2 separate regions of the Mus musculus genome follow, and region 1 is linked to region 2. The links are chromatin contacts, called in public Hi-C maps. All regions are on one chromosome and are shown on one strand. The core of a region is the stretch at or near the end of the contact, and the rest is flanking DNA. Distances in the headings are between cores, read along the strand shown. Region 1 has its middle 28 kb from the start of Gm33624. Region 2 overlaps Gm40777 (a long non-coding RNA gene).

Region 1 (6,090 bases), core at 2,353-4,852, 96 kb before region 2:
CCTGCCTGGGTAGACTAGAGGAGGGAACTCTGCAATTCTCTGGTGCTCAGAGCGTCTACAGGTATTGGTGGGTTTGTTGTACAGCACAGATTTTTGCTTGCAATGCAAAATTGGAATCCTTTAAGTACTTTCAATTAGCTGCACAGGCCCCAGAACAAGATTGAATAATGGGTGTGTGTGTGGGGGGTCTTGGAACATTGTGGAAATCTCAACTAGACCTGTTTGAGTTCTGGCTGAACTGTTTCTGAGAGCAATCTGTCATCTGGGGACAAGTTTCGTCATCTAAGGAGAGTGAGTCCATCCGACAATGACAGACTCATTCATGTAGCCCATGGGCAATAAGGAAGTGTCCCCCGAGGAAGGGTGTGCAGGCCTTCAATCATTACGTAACCACTGCAAGTCTCTGTTTCCTCATCTGGGAAACAAGAGTGAGTGACGTAATTTGTGGATGTCATCTGGGATCAAGTTAGAAGTTATTCATCTACTGAACAAAGGTTTTTTTTAAAGTGTAAATTGTGTGCTTAGGGATCTTATTAATGAACAAAATTTCCAAGGTCTGAGTCTTCACTGACCTACATTCTTGTGTAGAGAAATGGACAATACATGTAGTAGTATATGTATCAGAGGGTATCTGATGAAAAGCTGGGTAGATAGGAGACAAAGGGAGAAGTAAATCATGTAATATTGTGTAATGGTAAAATATCTCGCTAAGACAACATCTGAGCAAGACCAGAAAGAGGACACATGAATGGTGTGGACCTCTGGGGGCTAAGCCTTCCAGATAGAAGGAGCAGCAAGATCCTCGAGTGCATACAGCACCACCGTCTGGCTCATGAGCTGGCTTAGTATTACAGGAGTGCTAAAACTGCAGTGTGGACAAATAGACCCAAAGTAGGGATGAGCGGAAGGAAGGTTAGCAGGTAGAAGGCTATTGTAACAATCAAGGAGCAAGATAAGCGCCCTTTCAACAGGACGGCAAAAACGGCAGTGGTGAGCAGCGATTGAGATTTACAGCCCAATGGAATTGTTCATGGATTGTTTTTGGGATTGTTGAAAAGTCCCAAAGGATTGCTCTGCCCTGGGAGGAGAAATAAGGAGTTATGGGACAAGGTGATGGAGACCGTGGGACGTGAGGACTTCCTTCTTGCAAGTGTTCAACCAGACTTAAGGTAATCTAAGCAGAGATGTGTCTGAGAATGTAGGCAGCAATAGGACAATGTATACATGAAAATGTACATAATTCATATATAGAGAAGGAGAAGGAGATGAGAGGAAAGGAGGAGGGAGAGGGAGAAGAAAGGAGCATTCTTTAAAGAGTCTTACAATTTGACATCTGGAGAAAGTATTTTAAGGAGTTCTGAGGTTTGCCATCTGTGTGGGGTAACAGGGGGGCACCTCTAACTGGGGGACACCTCTGTCACCTATAACTTTTCTTTGTGTGTTTTGAAATGTTCACTCCTGTTGTGAATACCTTTGCTTGCGTACCCCAGTGGCCTCCTATGCTTGGCTCTGACAGCATTCCCAGGAACCTTGGAGAGGGGATGAGGCTGGGGTCAGTTGTACTCTGGTCAGCATCCTTCAGTATTCTAAAACAGCTTTTCGAGACATAATCAGAACACCGTGCAATGCATCCATTTAAGGTGTGTAACTGGGTGAGTTGTACACGCTCGAAGCATATGCAAACACCACCACAGTTAATTCTAGCACATTAGCGCCACACCCAAAAGGAAAGGAATATACTTTAGCTGCCTCTCCCGTCTCCCCAACCTGCCTGGGTCTGAGGTTTGAGGCAGCGATTTCATGCCCTGCCTGACAGATTTTCCTGTTGTGACCATCTCATATAAATGGAACCAGATGACACGAACAGTCCTAGTACAACTTCCTTCTTTTGACACCATTTTCAATTTTACCTATCCCGTAGCACCGACAGTTCCTCAGTCATCCTCATAACCAAGTAATGCCGTGTTGTGTGCTCACGCCATGTTTTTCTGGTCTTCACATCACTTGATGCTCCTCAGGTTCCTCCGCCTCTGGCTTTCTAGACGAGGCCTTTATAAATGTGTGGATACGATTTTTGGTTCAGCACACACATATGGTAAAGTATGAAAGCAGTGGCCTGTGTTATGAATGAGGGCCGGTCTTTGCTTGCTTTATTCTCTTTACTTCTGAGCCCACCAACCTTTTGCTCTCTGCTGAGACCAGTCTCAAGGACCCATGTGCTTTAACCATTCCTGATATTCAGCCTGAGTTTCACCCCCACGTGGAGCCCCAACACCACAGAAATGTTTCCTTCTCCCCAGAGGCTTGGGAGAACTTCTATTGCTTCGAAGAGCACAGAGCTAGTCTTTCTCCTACCCCTAGTGGAGACTTGGCTACCTGCCTGTCGCAGCAGGAGTGCTCGTCTCTCTTCAGCGCATGCGCAAGGGTCTCCTGCTTGCGCAGCCCCAGGTGTGACCCAAAGCCAGCGCAGAAGGAGCCCAGCTGTGTCTCAGCTTTCCAGGCCCCAGGGAGGGGTCACGGCTTCCGACTTCCGACTTTGGCAGCTGAGCCTTGTTGAAGGTCTGCTTCTTTGCTGTAGCCTCTTCCCAAGCCAGCTGTCATGGTCCTGAGGTCAGGAAGAAGCGACCTCTCATTGTGCTGCGAGAGGTGGCCCCTTGCTGAAGAAGGCTGTTCTGGTCTCCAGCATGGTCCCCTGTGACTTAGTACTTAGTGGGACTGAGGCTGCAGTTCTTGGCTTTTGCTGGGTCTTTTCTGTCTTAGAGCCTTCACACACAGGGGACATTCAGAACACGGGACATTCAGAACACTGGGGACATTCAGAACACATCAGAGGAGTTGAGAAGGTGGGGCAAAGGAGCAGCTTCCATTCTCATCTGCAAAATGGGGACAGTGACAGTCTCAACTGAGATGAGATGAGAACTGGAAACAGGACATGAAATAAATAATCCTTGTCACATAAGCTTTCAGTATAATTTCTTTCTTTCTTTCTTCTTCTTCTTCTTCTTCTTCTTCTTCTTCTTCTTCTTCTTCTTCTTCTTCTTCTTCTTCTTCTTCTTCTTTTCCTTCTCCTTCTCCTTCTTCTTCTTTTCTCCTTCCTTCCTTCCTTCCTTCCTTCCTTCCTTCCTTCCTTCCTTCCTTCCTTCCTTCCTTCCTTTCTTTCTTTCTTTCTTTCTTTCTTTCTTTCTTTCTTTCTTTCTTTCTTTTTCTGAGCTCAGTTTGGTAGGATCATCACAAAACAAGCCCGGGTAATAACAGGACTCCAGAGAGTAAGTTCTGACCTCCAGAGTCCTGACCCCAAATCTTTCCAGCTTCTGACACAAGCAAGATGTTGAACCTTTCTGTCTCCAGGTTTTCCTCTGAGCCCTCTCCTGGGAAGCTGTAAGAGCTGAGATAACACAGTTCAGGGCTAAGGGCAACACTTGGCAATAAGGAAGTAGCAGCCACTAGTTGAGGAGCTGTAGAAGGACCGAGAAGGGAGGTGCATGGGCTAGATCCCCGTCAAGAAAGCTTCCTGAGGGAGCAGCCATCCAAGCAAGGCAAGCACACGTGCGCCAGACAGCACCAGGTGCACAGGCTGTGGATGCCTGTGAGACAGAACAGCAAAGACAACGCCCAAGGCAGTAAAAGCCCTTCGAACCGGAAATGCCTAAAGGGGGCTCAGACAGTGAATGTGGAGAGTTTTCTGGGTCCCACCACAGCCAGCAAAGAAGCTGCAACTCTTGATAACTTGGCTGGTTCTACATCAGTGAATCTGAAGGTCGCGCTCTTAGCAGCCTTCATAGTAGGAAACTCAGACCCCATGCACGCTGTGTGCTGTCCTCTGATGCTAATGCGTCCCACCAATTCCGAGGCGTACAGTTGTATCTTTCCTCTAGTCTTTGGGTCAGAGTGCACCTCCCAATTCCAGCCCACCTTGCTGAAGGTCAGGTATCCGAGGCTCCAGGGCCTAACACTTATAGCTTTGGATTCTCAGGTTAAGGATTTGAATAAGACAGAATTTGCAAATTCTTAGGAGGATGCTGTGTGAGCAGCTTGTAGCTCAAGTTCCCTGGGGCTGTGCGATCTCTGCCTGACTGTGCTCACTTCTCATTTCTGCCTGCCCTGAACTGCAAATGCATCATAATCTAACTCCGTGTAGGTGCTTTCTATAAGAGTTCACTGGAGGACATTCAAAGTCTCCTAATGCTAACACCGAGCTTTCCAGTCAGGAACACCTCAAATGTTACAGAAAACAAAATTTGATTCCATCTGTGGATGATCTGTTTAATATCTTCTCATTTCTAAGAAGAAAAAAACCAACCAAACAAACCCAAAGGTTAAAATGATGTTACATGTGGTCTCACACATGTGATGCAGGCAGAGTTCTGAGAATAGAAGGCAGTTTCTGTGTGCCAGACACAAAGGGTTAAATAGAGAACTTGGGGTTTCAGTGACACTGTGGGATGCAGAGAGGGGGACAAGGATGCCTGTGCTGGAGGTCACAGTTTCAATCAATGATGGTTTAAGTGAGTAGGCTCATCTTGGTGGCTTGCCTGGTTGCTGCTCCACTTTTCAGGAGGCTTAGAGAAACCTCATCTGCTGGGCCAAAGCAGGCAGCTCTGGAAAGTTCTCTGGAAGCTACAGAAAATCTCTGCCCTGTCCCTAACATCTGCCTGCAACCGCCTCTGGAAATAGCAACTACTTCCCCTTGCGTCCTGACTTGCAAAGCCACACCAATTCCTCTTGAAGGCAAACTCTAACCTGGATCAGCTGGAAAGGAAACATGAGTCTCTCAGCCTTAGGGTCTCACGAGCGTTGGGCTCGTACCCTAAGGTACTTGGCGGTTTTCATCCTTTAGCAAAGTCTCTGGGGTCGGGTGCACCTTCCACTTGATTTTGTTACCATCCCTGGTTACCTGGATGAAGGCAGGATCTCCCAGAGGTTGTCTTTGCTTTGGTTGGCTATCCAAGGCATACTGCTCTTCCAGATGCAGGGTAACCAAGACTTCTTCTCAGAGCATTTTACCGCTGTTATATAAACACAAAGATTCTCAGTGTCGAGGAACCAGGGACACGCATGTATCTTTTAAAGATGCCCCTGGCCATACATCTGTCCCCCTTGCTGTGCTTGGCATTTCTATTGTCAACGGCAGTTGTTAAGAAGGGCTCACTGGGGCTGATTTCATGCTCAGTGAACCATCTTATGTTTTTCTGCTTGTGGCCATAAAACCACACATACTAAGCATCGTCTCCCATGTGAAGTGATGTGTAAGGGAGTGAGGGAAGATGGCATGTCACACTCAGGGCCTGAGTCCTTGAAAGGCCACCCGGCTGCCAGCAGGTAGGTGTCCTCAGTAGTTCAGCCATCTGGCTCCCACCAGTACTAACTGAGTAGCCGTGGGATCTGAACCCAGTCCTAGATCCCCGTGTGGGCAGTGTGTGCTCTACAGAGAGGTTCTGCGATTCTTCAGGGAGGGTGACAGACAGACGGACGGACGGACGGACGGATCAGGGCTAGGGATGCAGCTGGCTAGAGCCCACAGGGAGCTTGCAAGTTCTTCCTGCCTCTGGCAGGAAACTCTAATGCACACGGTTCAGTACACCCTGGAAACGTTAATTCAGTTGCAGCCACAAGTAGGAACAAGGGAGAGTCAGAAACACCTCTTAACCAGACAGCTTCTCTGCCCTTCTGTGTCTGAGAAAACAAGAGGGTCCCCGCACAGGCCGGCAGCACGTGTTTTGATCGTGTTACGACTACAAACGCCCTGCTCACGGCTTCCATTTGGCATTTTGTCCTTTGAGTCATTCCGTACAATTACATTTAATTCGGATATTCTTTAACCAAGAAGGACTGAAAGATGAGATGGCGCTGTTTTCTCTTTCTCTTTCCCTATTTTCCTAGAGACTCTAAGCTGTGTATGTGTGTGTTGGGGGCTGGGGAGAGGGGCTGTCCCAAGAGTTACATCCTTCCAGCCCAACCTGGCTCACCACCTGTTTTCAAATAACCTGTGTGTATTCACTTTTATATATATTGTCTGTAACTGCTCCCATGTGGAACACAGTGTTGTGAGGGAGGCCTCCTGTGCTCATGAAGGTGAACATTTACTGCCTG
Region 2 (6,445 bases), core at 2,939-5,438:
TTACACGATAAGTTAACCACCTCTGGGGACTGTAAGTAGGAAAAAAGACATTTCAGTAGGAATTAATTCTGTTTGGTATCTTAGTTAGGGTTTTACTGCTGTGAACAGACCCCATGACCAAGGTAACTTTTAACAGCATTTAACTGGGGCTGGCTTAGAGGTTCAGAGGTTCAGTCAATTACCATCAAGGTGGGAAGCATGGCAGCATCCAGGCAGACATGGTGCAGGAGGAGCTGAGAGTTCTATATTTTCATCTGAAGCCTGCTAGCAGAATACCGGCTTCCAGGCAGCTAGGACTAGGGTCTTAAAGCCCATGCCCACAGTGACACACCTATTCCAACAGGGCCACACCTTCTAAGAGTGCCATTCCCTGGGCTGAGCATATACAAACCATCACACTTGGGGTTCGAGCTTTGCATTTTTGAGTGGATTCATCTGTTTAAATATCAAGTTCACAACAGTGCTTTTATATAAAAAAAAATTAACCCTTTTTACTGGAGAATGGACTATAGCTCTGCATAGCTTGCAAGTGCTCTTTCCCTGAGCTATTTCTTCCAGTCCTTTACATTTTAAAAATCATGTTATGTGGCAAGGTTGTGAGTTGCCTACGCTGACCTTGAACATTCTCTGGAGCCAAGTAGGCCCTAAACTTGTGATCCTCTTGTCTCAGAACCCAAAATAACTAGAGTTAAATTTTATAGAAGTGTTTCTCAACCTGTGGGTCACAGCCCTTTTGGTGGTCCAACAACCCTTTCATAGGGGTCACATATCAGATATTCTGGATATCAGATATTTACGTTAAAATTAACAACTAGCAAAATTGCAATTTATGAAGTAGCAGTGAAAATTATTTTATGGTTGGGGTCATGACAACTCAAGGAACTGTACTAAAGGCAGCAGCGTTGGGAAGGTGTAGAAGCACTGGAATATAGTTACTTATTTTATGAACTCTGATTACAACAGTGCTTTTGATGGTACTAGAGATAGGCTTTAATATAAAATAATTAAATTTCACTACCTTATGTCTCCTGCCGAACGCTTTGTCTTTAAATAAAATTTTGTAAGTACCCTAATTGAATACACTTTTCAGGTGTAATTTCTTTTCTTTTTTCTTTTTCTTTTCTTTTTTTACAATTTGAATTTTTTCTGCTTCAGAAGATGTAAGGTACATTTAAATAATGTAGGCCCAAGAGCTGTAGCACATTTCTGGGATGATGTTAAAAGCAAGCTTGCAAGTGATGGTACTGAATCCACAGACCCAGACTGAGAGCCACCCACAGCTCTACAGGGGCCCAGGAGGAGCCTTTTAGAGATGCTGGAGGCTCCCTTATGCAGCTGACCGGAATGTGCAGCCTCTGAGGTATCAGGCCGAGGATCTTATGGCATAATTCAAAGTACAAACTTTTCTTTATTCACCTGTAGACGTTCCACATGCTTGGGACCGAGCAAAGGCACTTAGCTTTGGAAAACTAGAAAATTGTGGGTCATGTCAAAAGAACATGAGAAATAAACATTTTTATTTTGGCTGCTATACTTCAGAAGATTGTATAAATGTACTCAGGATTGGACGCATACATTTTTCCTTACAGATTTTATTTAAATAATTTAAATATTTAAAGAAATTAAATAATGTCATTTCTACATAATTTATCCATTGAATATTTATTAGGAAACTTTCATTCCCATGAGCTATTCTGGGCACTAAAAAACAGCAGGTTAAAAACACACACACACACACACACACACACACACACACACACACACACACACACACACACACAAGGAAAGCTCCTGTTCTCAGAATGTGTGTTCTAGAAGAAGGAAACAAAGAGAAAACAACTGAGCAAAGATGTGTGTCATGCCAGATGGTGAGAGCACAAAAAAGGTGTGTGTGTGTGTGTGTGTGTGTGTGTGTATGTACATGTGCATGTGTATGTGTGTATACATGTGTGTATGTATGTATGTACATGTGTACATATGTGTCTGTATGTGTGTGTATACATGTGTGAATGTATATGTGTGCATGTGTATATATGAGTGTATATGTGTGTCTGTATGTGTACATGTGTATGTATGTATATGTGTATATATATGTCTATATGTGTGTATTTATATATGTATGTATACATGTGTGCATACATGTGTGCATATGTGTGTGTGTGCATGCTAGGATGCATACTATCTTCAATGGATCTTCAGTGGACTAGGGTTGACTCCAGCCAACCAACAACATGTACCAAAGACTTGAAAGAGGTGAGGGCTTTTTAAAGGAAGAACATTCTAGGCAAAAGAGCTGATACAAATATGGCTCTGGGTGCGAAATGAGTATGGCATAGTGTTTATGTGTGTGTATCATGTACATGCATGTATATACACATGTGCCCCCCCCCCCAATTTCTGTGCATGTGGAAGCCAGAGGTCAACTTTGAGCATCTTCCTCTATGACTCCCCAAGTTAAATTTTGAGATGGTCTTTCTGTAACTGAACCTACCATTTGTGCCTTTGGCTAGGCTCACTGGTGAGCCTCAGAGATCTCCCTTGCCCCGCCCCCTTCCTTCTCTTTGTACCCTCCTCCCCAGGGCTGGAGTATAAGCAAGACTGCCACACTAGCTATCTTATGAATGTCGGGTTCTGATCTTCCTTCACACTTATACCCATTGCACCTCCTTCTCAGCCCTGGGTGTGGAATGCTTGAGAGGCAACAACAGGTCTGTGGTGCTGAAGTGTACAAGGGAGGTGCTTACCTCACAAGATGAGGAGGGAGGGTGAGAATCACTTAGGAGCTTTTAGTTACACCAAGAACTTTGCCTTTGACTCTGGCTACTGAAGAGGCATTAGATTTTGAGAAGTGGTGCAACAGGTTTGTCCAAAAGGGACATCTGAAGGGAACACCTGAAAGGTCATCTGGAAGGGATCCTCATGGTAGCCATGTTGGGAATAAAAGGAGCAATGGAGACTACGTAAGAAGATATTTCTCATGATGCGGTTGAGCTGTAGCGTTGCCTTTAATTATGGCGATATTAGCCATAAAGAGAAGTGAGTGGTTGGTAGAATTCTTTTAGTGTGAGGTTATTAGGTTTTGTAGATGATGGGATGGACGGATAAGAGCAAGAGGAGAATAAACAACCACATTCTACTCAATTTCCCGTGGCTGCGATAAAACAGTCTGGCCGGAAGTAACCTGGGGAGGAAAGGGTTTTATTTGGCTTACACTTCCAGGTCATGGGTCATCTCTGAAGGAAGTGACAACAGGATCCCGAGCAGTAACTGAGGCAGAAACAGTTGTCTCCGGCTCACGCTTCGCTAACTTCCCTATATAGCCTAGATGCATGGCAGCCTGGATTTTCCCTCATGAACCACAACCAAGACAACCTGTCACAGACACGGTCCCAGGCCACTGAAATCTGGGAATTCCTCGGTTGAGCTTCCCTTTTTCAAGATGATTCTAGGTTGTGATAAAAGTTGACAAATAAAACTAGCTGAACTGCTTCAAGGCACACGGCCTGGCTGACCGGAACACCGGAAGTTCCCTACGCCGAGACAGGAAGCACATTAGGGGAAATACTTTGGAAGGGTAGAAGTCTGGCATTTAATGCTGGCCACGATATGTTCAGATACAAACTAGTATGCAGCACTACTGAATAAGCAGGCTATTTCAAGAGTCATCGGTGTCCTAAATGTATTCTTCCCCTGGGCCCTTCCACAGTAGGGAGACATGGGGATTTCTGCCCTATTCAAAACGTGCTCGTGAATGTCTACAGAAACTTCAAGACCTTAACAACTTCCAGACAAAGCAAGATGGTAACTGTAAGGAAACAATGTATGCTTTTACAGTATATGATGAATCCCCATAGAGCTGTCTGCAGTGGCTACGCCAGGTCACCTCAGGTAGATCTCAAACAAGCCATGATTTCAGAGTCTCCACAACTAACTGCGAGGCAAAACGATACTTCTTGTTCCAGATTTTTATTTATAAACAAGACCAGTCTGAGCAGTCTCGGTGTAAATAAATACCCAAATAAACAAAGAAAGGAAAGAGCGGGGAGCGGGGAGATGCGTTCCTATCTGTGGAAAGGCAGTGGTGAGGAAATTCCATTAATTAAAAAACTCATGTAGAGGTTACCGGCATGCTGTAGAAGTAGGTACCACCAAAAGCAAAGGCGCACGTACAATAACAGGAAGTGGTAGGGGCTGTGGTATTCTGCAGGGCCCAGGGTGGAGGTGGGGATAGGAAGGCTTGTATGCCACTATTGTGAAAGATGGAAGGAAGGCTAATGCAGTCTGATTTTGTGTTGTTTCTAGAACAACCAGAAACATGTGTATTTACATGAAGTCTAATTTTAAAAGGCTGGACTCGCGTTCACATTTTCAAAAAGTCCCATGTAAAAGCCAAACAAAACATATCTGCAGAATGCTATTGATTGATGGCTTTTAACTTTCACTTTCTAAATTTGCCAGCTACACGCAAACTGTTTTAATTATTGACTGAGTGGATCTTTTAAATCCCCTCATGGCTTTGACGACCTTTTTTCCTGCATAGGAGAGACCGTGCATTTTACTTATGACCTGAAGTTTCTATTTACGTATGAAGTGCTAATATTCACATATACAGGAGTAAAAGCATACTAATAATACAATATACATAATTCCCCACCTTTTCAAGATTTCTTAAAATGAAAGTTGTCAGCTTTCTTATTGTTTCTGTGTAAAAACTTCTCAGATTATAGCTCTGCGTTAACAACACGGAACAAAGGAAAGTCGGCTTTGCCGACTCCAAAATAGGTTGACATTTTGAAAGACCGTCATGAAATGTTTCTTCAAACGATGTTTCAGAAATCGCAAGAGGTGGAAGAAAAAGGACAGGCTCTGACTGGATTCAACCCATGGTGGAAAGGATTTTTATTATGATCCTGGGTGTTTTTCATATTTCCCCCAGTAAGTCATTTTTTCATCCCCCCTTTTTTTCTGGAAATCTTCACTGAAAGAAAGGAACCCAAGATGATGGAGTAGACTTTGTGGGGCACATTACCTTTTTCCTTCCCAATAGGTGGCTGGAACCTAGTTCATGACCCTAGAGGAACTAGCGCTCATTGTCAACTCAATACAATCTAGGTGTAATCTAAGAAGTCCTAATGTGGATTGTCTAGACTAGGTTAGTTATGCACGTGTCTGTGAGGGATTATTCTGCATAGATTGATCCCAGTGGGACAGTCCTCTAGACAGGAAATGGTGGACTCTGTGAGCATGGAGAGAGCAAGCTGAGCACTCTGGTGCATTCGTAAACTCCTTGCTCTGTGGTCTTGACTATGGATGTAATATATGCCTCAGGTGTCCTGACTTCCCCACAAGAATAAACTATAAATGAACTGTGAACCAACTAAATTCCTTAGCCCCTAAGTTGCTTTTATCAAGATGTTTTATCACAGGAAAACACACACACACACACACACACAAAATTGGGAAGAATTCCATCTTCCGGAGAACTCTTGGGGGTCGTTTGCCCTGGAGTGGCTTCATTTCCACACGCTGCATGTATCTATACAGTTGGAAGGCAGGTTCTTCTTTCTTCCTGCTTTACTTTTGAAATAACTGAGAGAAGGGATGCCTGAGTGGGGTTAGTTCTTACAATTCCAATAGCTGGCATGTTAGGTGGGCAAGTGACTTCTTTTTCCCTACAGTTAAAAACGCAAGGTTACATATAATAGCAGAAGCTGCCACAGTCGGGTGATGAAGTGCAGGTGCTGGGATGCCATCCACCATCTTCCTTAGACAGAGCCTTCACTCTTACTGATGAGCACGTAGAGGAAGCTGCAAGAGACAGGACAAAGTGGGGTTCCACATCCATCTCCTGAATGGGCTGACAGGCTTGGTAAGAAGGATTTTGCTAAGCCTATTACAGGGTGAGGCACCTGTCTTCAATAATAAATATTAGTTTAAATGATTGCAACATCAAGTGGAATTGTGACTTTCATGCCAGACTGTTGTCTGTACTATCAGCTGACATTTCAAATTCAAGAATTGAAAGGCCACAATGCTTTAATGTCCTGGTTTTAAAATAATTTATTTGTCCTTGTTGTAATTATGGGTGCATATTTTACTGGCATCTTTCTACTGCTCTTGGTTTGTTAAGTCTAAGATGGAAAAATCTAGGAGCATCTATGTTTGCCCAGAGTGTTATCAAGTGATACTAAGTCATATGTATTGTGCCCTCTCTATATGCTAGGTTCTGTCCTGTGCCTCAGAAATAGATTGCATTCCTTAAGCTTCATAGGAAGGCTGTGAGGAAGATGATATTTTAGGAGCTAGGAACCAAGAGGGAGAAGCTGAGAAACAGGGAATGGACATAATTAGTCCACAGCTGAGTCACAGTGGTACTTCGGCCATGAGGTCCATGTGCTATGATTTACATCAAGTAGACACGAACAAGTCTTCCATTAGAAATGTG

Evidence for each region. Hi-C and Micro-C count contacts between places; a contact is called where the count stands out from the background.
Region 1: a Hi-C map of pro-B cells shows a contact between it and region 2, with 2.1 times the contacts expected there. The contact joins two enhancer-like sites. A contact is called at or near these places in 1 of 39 promoter capture datasets (pre-B cells), 2 of 15 datasets of contacts at CTCF or cohesin (large pre-B cells and pro-B cells), 16 of 484 Hi-C or Micro-C datasets (the C10 cell line, the C2C12 cell line, the HPC-7 cell line and 11 more), 6 of 115 datasets of contacts at active chromatin or transcription factors (the 230-238 cell line, double positive thymocytes, embryonic stem cells and 3 more) and 1 of 9 other capture datasets (adipose tissue).

Annotation. Positions count from the first base shown.
Region 1 is chr10:118,975,898-118,981,987 of GRCm38.p6, reverse strand. No RefSeq gene overlaps it. Among named protein-coding and RNA genes, the nearest start is that of Gm33624, 28 kb to the left of the region's middle. Within about 2 kb of position 3,602, at least 36 of the 459 cell types and tissues checked have an H3K27ac peak or open chromatin away from gene starts, as enhancers often do. A contact at or near this core is called in double positive thymocytes, pre-B cells and pro-B cells, where this site is marked.
Region 2 is chr10:118,880,449-118,886,893 of GRCm38.p6, reverse strand. It overlaps Gm40777 (a long non-coding RNA gene), which reads right to left. Exons shown (of 3, transcript XR_872090.1): 3 at 4,553-5,808. It also overlaps a transcript of Dyrk2 not described here and the pseudogene Gm26976. Among named protein-coding and RNA genes, the nearest start is that of Gm40777, 12 kb to the right of the region's middle. Within about 2 kb of position 4,188, at least 117 of the 459 cell types and tissues checked have an H3K27ac peak or open chromatin away from gene starts, as enhancers often do. A contact at or near this core is called in double positive thymocytes, pre-B cells and pro-B cells, where this site is marked.